Linked DNA regions of Gossypium hirsutum: region 1 is linked to region 2. The links are chromatin contacts, called in public Hi-C maps. All regions are on one chromosome and are shown on one strand. Each heading gives the region's core, a stretch centred on a gene start, on an enhancer-like site or on the middle of the called end of the contact. The rest is flanking DNA. Distances are from core to core; before and after follow the strand shown.

Evidence for each region. A called contact is a pair of places that touch in the nucleus more often than the background predicts.
Region 1: a contact with region 2 is called in a Hi-C map of leaf, with 2.0 times the contacts expected there. The contact joins the promoter of LOC107951810 here to the promoter of LOC107951938 in region 2. A contact is called at or near these places in 2 of 34 Hi-C or Micro-C datasets (callus and leaf).

What each region holds. Positions count from the first base shown.
Region 1 is chrA02:82,992,318-82,997,609 of Gossypium_hirsutum_v2.1, forward strand. LOC107951810 (transcription factor bHLH87) reads left to right here and starts at 3,003. Exons shown (of 4, transcript XR_001698621.2): 1 at 3,003-3,278; 2 at 4,247-4,390; 3 at 4,491-5,292.
Region 2 is chrA02:82,788,727-82,794,602 of Gossypium_hirsutum_v2.1, forward strand. LOC107951938 reads right to left here and starts at 3,539. Exons shown (of 2, transcript XM_016887123.2): 1 at 3,163-3,539. The coding sequence starts at 3,314.

The DNA of each region.
Region 1 (5,292 bases), core at 1,753-4,252, 200 kb after region 2:
AGTGTGTAACAAGGCATATATATTGATTTCAAATCATGAAAGCACAAACCAAGATTAGCTATTCGTCTACCACTCTCGCCTTTCCTTTATCTCGGGATAGCCCAATGTCGTATTTATCTACGTACGATAATTCAAGTTTAGAAACGATATTAGTTTTTACCCAATCACTTGAAATCACATAATCAAATATAGTTTTCATTTTATTAATTTTAGTCCTTATATCTGAAATACTCATATTTTTTTATATTTAACATCGGATCAAAATCCAATTTCATATCCTTTCATTGGGGACCTTATGCTTCTAATATATTGCATAATTTCTTAATAGTTTTCAATTTATTCAATTTAGCCCTTAATGTCATAAATCAATTATATAGCTTAATTGAATTTCTAATAAAATTCAACACTTTTCTCTAATTTTCAACTTAGTCCTAACATGCTCAAAACTCATACTTCAAGTTCTCATCAAAATCAAACTCAAGTTCACCAAATATCTATTAACGGCAATTTGATAAACATTTAACAATTGAAAAATCTAATGTACGGATAAGCTTAATCAAGCTTAGATGATCATGAAAACATAAAATTTCAAAAGAAATAGCATGTTTACCTTATGGATTTTGAACCAATTTGTAAAAGAAAACAAAAGGGAATTTCCTTATTTTTCCCTTCACTTGGACGACCAAAGCAAATTAAAAGGATGAAGACTTTATCTTTCTCTCCACTAAGTTATTTATATATACTTAGATTAGTGTTGTTAATCAACCTTAGTTAATTTAAACTTTAACCTTAAAACTTAAATAATCTAATAATTAATCCTTCTTAAAGATAAGTAAGTGGATGAATATCAACATCCACTAATTCCTCACATTGATGGTTAAATAACAATTTGGTCCCTTGGCTAATTGCTAGTTGGGTCCATATGCATTTTTATAAATTAAAATTCAATAGCGACTGAACTATAACAATTTTAGTCTCTTTACTTTAATTAATGGTTTTCTTGATTAAATTACGTGACTGTTTACTAATATATTTTCATACTAATTTCGTAAATCCTTCTATTCATATTTTCACTGACTCAGTTTACGGAATTGAGTTTCAAAACTATATTTTCCAACATTTTCTAAAATTGAGTTGTTACACTCAAGGCGAGAAGGAACATATATTGAAATTTATCTCTTTGACGATCAAAATCACAAAAGCGGATTGAAGGACCAAAAGTTAGAGAATTCTTGAGGAAAGTTTTGGTGCTGATTTTGAAAAAAAAAGTTTTATTAGAAGAGAATGAGATTTTTGGGTTATTTGTTGGAGGTCCCTAATCGTCGATTCATCGACAGACATGATGATAAAGTGCAACTAGGGTTTTGACAAAAAAAAAATAGAAGAGGAAGAGAAAGGGACACCACGACGAAGAAAATTTTTTTAATTAACAATTAAAATGTAAAAGTAATTAGGGTAGGCTATACAAATGGTCACCAAACTATGCCTGTTTCTCTCTTTTGGTCACCTAACTTTAAAAAATTAAAATTTAGGCGCTACTATTTGAATTCATTCCTCTTTTGGTCCCCCGTCGTTGAATTGATAACTAAAAGCCTTATTTAATTGGTATAGTAACACATTTAGTTCACAATACTTACATATTTTATCAATTTGATCCTCAAACTTTCAAACCAAAGCTTTCACCGTTTAAAATAGAGGCATCCCACATCCATAAATTTGTAAAACCCAAAAAGAAAAGAAATTTTCTCAACTAGGGATGCCTCTATTTTGGGTTTTACAAATTTATAAATGTGGGATGCCTCTATTTTAAAAGCTGAAAGCTTTGGTTAGAAAGTTTAAGGATCATTTTGATAGAATTTGTAAATATGAAGGGTTAATTTTTTTTAATTATTTAGAATTAGGATCAAATTAATAAAACATGTAAGTATTGTGAACTAAATGTGTTAGCATACCAGTTAGAATAAGGCTTTTCATTATCAATTCAACTACAGGTGACCAAAACAAGAAGGCGAGCATTGTTGTATGACCATTTGTATAATTTACGCAAGTAATTAATTAAATTTATTTATTTATTTTAATTATGGAAATTTAAAAATATATTAGAAGGGAATTAACTTTTGTTAAAACATGTCACAATTTCATTGAATTTTATTAAAAATATTTATTTTGTTTTATTTTATTTATGTTTTATTTAATATGTTAGGTTTAAAAAAGGGAAATTTTAATACAAGTCCCTCTTCTATACCATTCAGCATTTTCCTTGGGTCCACCATGTTAGTACATGTTAGAGTTTAACACTATTAAATTTAAGTACTAAAAGGTTGAATACAAATCGGATAAATTGAAAGAACATGTATTATATATAGTAGTGAAAATTTTATTAAAGTATAAAGGTAAATTTTTTTAAAATATATTTATTACATAATTTTTTATTTATAATCTAATTGTTATAATTTGAATGGGTATTGTTTAAAAATTATATTTATTATTATACCGGTAACTTCTTTATTTTTTTATTTTTTATTTTGAAGATGAAAGATAAATAATGCAGACGCAAATCACAACTGAACCGTTGAAAGTTGGAGTCTTGGATGATTGAAATACTCCATGGTCCCCACAGTCCCCCTGTTTAGATTTCGCCCACGTGGGAGATGGCTATCCATTTATGGAAGCTCCCAATCATGATGCGCCACATGTGATCCGGAGTGTTGCCTTCACGTGTTCATAACGGTTTAGGATTTTTGCAGAAATAACGCGGGAGAGAGGATCATAGCGGCATTTATTTGGATTTTGATAAGAGATAGGGGGACCATCCGATAAATTACAAAAATATTAGGCCACCATTAACAATACTTGTGGACCTATCTTCATTTTAATATTTTCAACACATCGGCCAGCCTGATTAACGCACAGAGGTGAATTGCTTGAATTAAATTTTAGTACCCAGGAAATGTTAAAAATAATGGACTCCCAAATGAGCATGAAAAAGATTGAGAATAGGTGGCACCCGACATATCTTTCAATAAGATCATGGATGGTTTGGTAATTGTGACAGGATAAATCAAGTTCAACCGTCAAACTCTCTAGGATTTAAGACCAACTACTTCTAATTACTGAAAACACTCATTTAATGCTCCTTCCTTGTATATATTCTCACTGCTTATCTGCAGATTTGGTGAAGAAAAACGCCACATAGTTGACAATATAAGGGAAAGGTTGGCAGTGGCATATACAAAGGGGAACCCATTCACTGAGTTGTAATGATGGGGCGCATGTGGGTACGACTCTCTTTTCTTTTCTTTTCTCTATTCTATTTCTTTCTCTGCTTTCCCTCTTGCAAGTACAACCATCTGTATTTAATAAAGTGAAATGAAAATATATTATATGTATGTTATATTAGAATGGTTGAAGAGACAAAATTCTGTAAGCAACTTGCTTTCTGCACTGTCTATATATCTATTATCTTCTGCCTCTGATCCTCTGATTATCCCTTTCCTTTGGCCTGCAAACATATATCAGGCAGTCCCCCACTACTCAAAATGGCAATCTATGAAGCGTAGCTGCTGTTTAATTGATGCCACTGTACTGAAATGTTTAAATTCACCTCACCCTTATAAACGAGCATTTAATTCTGATATGTGGGTAGGTACCATAGTTGAGACTGGAAACTGGGATACCAGTCATGATTAATTAGAGACTGTCAAATAGATGCTTGTTTTGACTGCAGTTTTTTTTTTTGAAACTTTACAGTGCACATTAAATTTCCATGAGCAACCAAAAGGATGTCATGTCAGATTATTTCCCGCACTAGAAATATATATATATATATTATTAAACTATATAGTTTAAATATGCTTCACTAATATCTCAAATGCTCCCCATCTGCAGAAATATATATCCATACACACCCACCAAACTGACCCAGAAAGCCTTATCTTTTCCACACTCCACATTACTGATTACACCTCTTTTCAACTTTTGAAACTATGTTATTTTATGTTAAGCTATTCTTTTTTTCTTTTATTTTAAGTCCTAATACAAAGTATTTGTTGGATTATAAAACTAGTTCTCTTTTTTTTGTTTTTTTTTCCCTTACCTATCTATATAAGCATGCATGCCTTTTAACAACATTACTGAGTGTGTCAACTATGTTTATATACAGAATAGCTTAAGGTAGATGAAAAATCTAATTCCCTTAACTCGTCGTATGCATGATTTTGTTTATGGTTTCATGTTTATCATTCAGTTTCCATGACTGATGCTTCGTGATCAAGAATTAGAGAGGATTTGGTCCAACTTAGTCTCTGTTAAAAGAATTGCGACAAATATTTTTCACTTGTGTCTTTTTGTCGAAGCCAAACTCAACCAGCTGCAGTAGGATCTGGATTTGGTATGTACTTTTACTCAAATTTCTATCAACTTTATATATTCATCTGCATTTCTTTCAATCCTTGGATTAATATGTTGAAGTTATTTTATTTTGGGCTCAGAAAAAAAAGTTTCAGCCATGGATGGCTTGGGATGGGATGAATTAAATTCATTGCCTGTTTGGAACAGTGAGCCAAATGATGTAGAAGACAGTTTCCTAATTTCCAACTCAAATTCTTCCGTTTATGGTGACAAGATGAATCTGCCAGATGATATCTTCGTTAATTCAATTCAAGAACTCCAAGATGCTCAGCCATCCCTTGTGAATCCAGATGCAGATATAGTATCTGAAATGGTTAATCCACAGCCAGTTCCTGCATCAGCTTGTGGTATAACACAAGAATGGTGCTCTTCTCCATTGTTGAATAGCTCAGCCTATGGTTTGAACTCATCAAACGCTTCAGTTTCTGTTATTGGAAGCATGGCGGTTCACTCACAAGTCATCAATGGTTTACCAAATGGAAACGCTGTCGTTGGTGGTACAACAACAACAGCAAGCTCTCTTGAGTCCCTTGAATGCTTGCTCTCAGCTACTAATAGCAACACTGATACATCAGTTGAAGATGATGGGCTCTCAATGATATTCTCTGATTGCAAGAGCTTATGGAATTTTGTTGCTACTACCAGTACTACTACTCCAGTCTCATCCGGAGAGTCCCAGAGTTGTTCGGATCAATATACCAACAATATGAAACAATCGGAAACAAACTCTAGCTCTTCAAAGAGAAGAAATGATGATCAAAGTGAGTTCAAAGTTGGTCTAACTCGTGTTTACTCCAATATTTCCGCTGCAACAAGTGGTGGTTTTAGGCTTATTGATAAGAACCCACCAAAATCAAAGCAACCCAGATTAGAAAAGGCGCT
Region 2 (5,876 bases), core at 2,289-4,788:
AACTGTATGAAACTTTCATTAAAGGAAAACAATACAGACAGAGTTTTGAAGTTGGAAGATCTCGACGAGCCAGGAGACCATTGGATATTGTGCACTCCGAGATAGCTGGTCCTTTTGTTATACTATCACTTGGTGGAAACATGTACTATGTTACTTTTATTGGTGATTTTAGTAGAAAAATTTTGATATATATTCTTAAAACAAAATCAGAAGTATTTGACAAGTTTATCGAGTTTAAAACTATGGTAGAAAAACAGAGTGGATATTATATAAAGGTACTCAGAACTGATAGAATGGGTATACTTTAAAGTTGTTTGAAAGCTTCTGCAAGGAGCACGAAATTATTCACAGTTGATGACTTGGTAGACGCCACAACAAAATCAAGTCATTGAAAGAAATAAGCGCATTATTCTTGATATGCCAAGAAGCATGGTTAAAGGTATGCATTTACCAAGAACTTTCTAGGTTGAAGCTGTTCAATGTGCTGTTTATTTTTTGAATCGGTGTTTGAAAAAAAGTGTAAAATATAATATGCCCAATGAAGCCTGGAGTAATCAAAAGCTAGGAGTTGGACATCTCAAGGTTTTTGGATGCATCGTATATGCTCATGCTCCTGACTAGACGAGAAAGACGCTCGACAATAAATGAAAGAAATGTATTTTCATTGGTTATGAAAAAAGAAGCAATGCATATAGGCTATACAACCCCCTCACCAAGAAAGTTATTATTTCAAGAGATGTAGAATTTAATGAAGCTGATTACTAGATATAGAAAGAAGAAGAAAAGAAAATTGAAGGATTATTTTTCAGTGATGACAAAGAAGACAACTTCAATAATCAAGAACAAGACGACAATCGAAGCCCTCCACCAAGTCTTGTTGTAACAACTCCTACAACATCATCATCTCTAACCAATACCAATACTAACAGCTCAAAGGAAGCACTTGCAAGAATGTGTAGTTTACGTGATATTTATGAGTCATAGAACCTATAGAAACAACACTCGATTATTTATTGTTCTGTTTAATATCAGAATGTGATCCAATAACATATGAATATGCAATTGAAAATGTCAAACAGAAGAAGGTAATGGATGAAGAAATTGTAGCAATAAGAAGAAATGACACGTACGAGTTAACAAGTCTACCAAAAGGACATAGTCCAATTGGAGTCAAATGGGTGTACAAAGACGAAGACCAACAAAGAAGGAAAAGTGGAGAAATACAAAGAAAGACTAGTTGCAAAAAGCTACAAGCAAAGATATGGAATGGACTATGATGAAGTACTTGCTTCGATCGTTAGGATTGACACTATAAGGCTTCTCACGACAACTGCATCACGAAATAACTGAAAGATTTATTAGATGGATGTGAAGTGAGCATTCCTTAATGGCTACCTAGAAGAAGAAGTCTACATCGGACAACCACCTAGATATGGAAAACAATGATAGTAAGACAAAATTTTTCGCCTTTATATAGACTGAAGCAAGCCCCAAAAGCATAAAACACAAGAATAGATTAATATTTTCAAAAGAACGGGTTCACGAAAAGCCCATACGAGCATGCGCTATATACGAAGAAAACTGGAGTTGGTGACATCATGATCGTGTGCTTATACGTGGATGATATGATTTTCATGGGAAACAATCCAAGTATGTTCAATGAACTTAAGAAAGCTATGACTAAATAATTTGAAATAACAGGTATTGGTGAAATGTCATACCTTCTTGGATTTGAAGTGAAACAAATGAAAGATGGAATATTTAGAGTGAAAAATTGCAAGTCGGTAGTCACGCCAGCAAAACCATACATGAAATTAAGCGTTGATTCATCTAGAGAGCCAGTAAATCCAATGTTGTTTAAAAGTATCGTTGAAAGTTTAAGATACTTGACTATCATGCGGCCAAGCATTATGCATGCAATGGGAATAGTTAGCATATATATGGGGAAGCTAAAACAAGATCACTTGATTGCAATAAAGAGAATTTTGAGATACATCAAACATGGTTTATTTTATACGCACTCACAAAATTCAAAATTGGTTGGTTATTCAGATAATGATTATGGTGGTGACTTGGATGATCGTAAAAGCACATCCAAATATTTATTCCATATTGGCTCCATGACATTTTCATGGTCATCAAAAAGCAACAAACAATAGCCCTCTCAACATGTGAAGCAAAATAAATGGTTGTTGCAACATGCACGTGTTAAGCAATTTGGTTGAAGAATATTTTGAGTGAATTATCTATTATAAAAGAAAGTCCAATTACAATTTATATTGACAACAAGTCCACAATATCTCTTACAAAGAATCTAGTGTTTCATTGTAGAAGCAAGCATATCGATACAAAGTATTATTTTATTCAAGAGCATGTGAAGAATAAAACAGTGGAGTTAATTTACTACAGAACATAAGATCAATTGGCAGATATTTTTACGAAGCCATTGAAAACGGACGTATTCTATAAACTCAAAGAAAAGATTGGAATGAAAAGCTCGATTTAATGGGAAGTGTTAGAAATCAAACCGACTTTTAAAGTCAGCTAAGTATGTAGATAACGTGGTTTAGTAAGTGACAGCTGACTAATGATTTCTTAAGTCTTTTAAGTATGTAGATGAGGCAACAAAGAGACTAGCTTGCAAGATGGATAGTAAGCTGTCAAAATTGGTCTGGAGCTTGAAAAATCAATAACGTGGCAGCAGGGACTAAAATGATGATAATGATAAATGTGCTGAAAGGTTCGTGAAATATTGAAGGTTAAGGATGAAAGGATAATTATGACAGTAGGCAAAAATTCTTAATGTCGATTAAAACTTTATTATAAATATAGTTCATGGGTTGGTATAATAGATCCTGAAAAAAAAATAATAACAAAAAGAAAAGGTTTTGCGAGTGAAGAGAGTTGTAAACTAGCAGCAGAATAGAATTAAAAAGATAATTGTATTTGTGTTATTTGCGTAATAAAATTAGTATTTCAGCTTGTAATTATCCATCACGCTTCCAACCGTTAGAATAGATTCAAATATAATATAGTCAATTATTATTAATCAAATGAAAATCAAATCTAATTAAAAAAAGAATCAAATCCAAATCGAACTCATTACTATTATTATTAGTCAATTTTCAGTTTTTATTTTTTCCATATTTTCTGGGGCCTAACCTGGACAGGTCGTCAGTCGTGACCCATACTTGTTGGCAAGAAGCTCGAGGCTGTAAAGGAGGCATTGACGGTTCGTGCCGTGGCCTTGGCCTCCGTCTGAAGGTCCGTCGCAGGGTCCCCTCTCGACGCCTACAGAGTCGCCGAAGAACCATCTCCTCTTGGTCCGGCTTCTACCTCCCGGTTCTACCAAAGTAGCTCGCGGTCCCAATTTGTAGCCCTTGGATTTCGAAATTGAAAACCCTTTCCTCACTTTTAATTGAAAGAGTGAACCCTAGCTGAAACGAGATTCATGGCCGCCATTGCTGAAACTTTCCCTCTGCTTCAACAAATGGAAAATAATTGGAGCCATTATGTATTATCATTATTGTCAAAATCATCTTTCGAGTTTTTTACCATTATATTATAAAAAAAATTATATTTGAAAATAGATTGTCAGCTAAATTAATTACGAAAATAGTATTTTTTTAAGTTGTGTTTATCTGATAGGCGTAACCTATTTTTTTAATATTAATTTTTTTGTTTAAAAAATTATTATTATATTATTTTTTAATAGTTATATTAATATATATATAAAAATATGAGTTTTATACAGGTAAAAAATACTCGAAACGGGTCGTGCCTGTTAGGTAGGCGCGACTAGTCGCGCTTGACAGGTAGGCACAACAACCCTCACCTGCTGCTGTTGCTGTCACTGCTTTTGCTGCCCCTGCATGCTGCCCATATTTTCTCCATGCATGAGTTATATCACTCATAGAAAAAAAAAACTTTATGGGGACCTTATAAGCATGGTCCCTCCAAGTTGAAGCAAACACCGATTGTGAGAAAGAAAGGAGAGAAAGGAGAAGGAGAAGAAGAAGGAAAAAGAAGAAGAAAAAAAAAGGTAATGTATTATTTTAGTAATTTATTATAAAATTATGGTGTTTTGTGAGTTTTTAGCAATGTAAATTTTAAAAAAAAATTGTATAGTTATTTTGTTAGTAGTTTATGATTAGGTTATAAATTATTAGTGTTTTGTATTTTGTTATAGTTATTTGTTTTGTTAATAATTTATGGGATTAGGTTACAAATTGTTAGTGTTTAGTGTATTAGTGTATTAGTGTATTGTGATTTTTTTAGTAATAATATATTTAAAAAAAAATAATTTTATAGTTGATTAGGTTATATAAATTGTTAGTGTTTAGTAGTTTAGTGTATTAGTATATTGTGTTTTTTTAGTAATATATTTAAAAAAAATAATTTTATAGCTATTTTATTAGTAATTTAAGATTAGATTATATAAATTGCTAGTGTTTAGTGGTTTAGTGGTTTAATGTATTGTGATTTTTTTAGTAATATATTTTTAAAAAATATTTTTATAGCTATTTTATTAGTAATTTAATATTAGGTTATATAAATTGTTAGTGTTTAGTGGTTTAGTGTATTATGATTTTTTATTTAGTAATGTATTTAAAAAAATAATTTTATAGTTATTTTGTGTTAGTAATTTATGATTATAAATTGTTAGTGTTTATAGTTTAGTGTTTTGTGATTTGTGATTTTTTAATGTCATTTTTATATAATGTAATTTTATATTATTATTTATTTATTTGATAATTTTTATTGATTTATTAAAATGTTGATTAATTTGTTGTTATATAATTTTATAGGTTATTTGGATGTTCTTCTAATTAGGTATGTTTCTAGTTCTTTTTTTTTTTAAATTCGAATGTTTTTTATATTTAGATAGTTTATATGTTTTTAATTATATTATTACTGTTATCTAACATAATTTTTTATTGTAGGTAAATAATGGGAAATTATGAGATATTTATCGTGTTTGTTTCTAAAATTTGAAATAATTTATTGTATCTTTTGAAATAAGAAAAAATGAATTCAATTTTTTTTAAATTGCAGATTTGTAACAAATGGGTTCTTTGATTGATAATACAAATCACATATCAAGTACCATTAATGAGATGGTAATAAAATTTTTATTTCATAGTTATGTTATTTGTTGAATTAAATTATATTGTATTAACTATTTCGCTAATATAATAATGTCAGGAGCCGTACCGCGTATTGAGAGGCCGTGTTAATAGTATAGGATTTCGGCCAGATGAACGCCTAATACCGTTCTTGGAGTTAGCCGGGTTTGGATCAGTGGCATTGATCCGGACTTTTGATTTGCGATATGACTTGATTTCCGCTTTAGTCGAGCGATGGCGTCCGGAGACCCACACATTTTATTTGCCGTGCGGGGAGTGCACCATCACTCTAGAAGACGTTGCACTACAGCTCGGGCTCCCCATCGACGGGAACTCGGTCACGGGCATAAGTTCGATCTCCAGGCCGGCAACCCTTTGCTATAAATTACTTGGACACTCGCCAAGTGAGGGGAAATTTCCCAGTTTGAGATTTTCATGGCTAAAGGCCAATTTTTGAGTATTTGCCGAGTACTGCCAATGAATGGGAGGTGATGCAGGCCATTCAAGCTTACATTATGCACCTTATAGGTGGTGTACTTATGCCGGATTCAAACGATAGTACGATTCACTTGATGTACTTACCCCTATTATCTAATTTGCATAACACCCGTTCATACAGTTGGGGTTCCGCAGTGTTAGCCATGTTGTATCGTGAACTTTGTCGGACGACAGATCCTTCTGCGATGGACATAGGCGAATGCCTCATACTGCTGTAGTCGTGGGCACTTTACCGGATGCCATTCTTGGCAT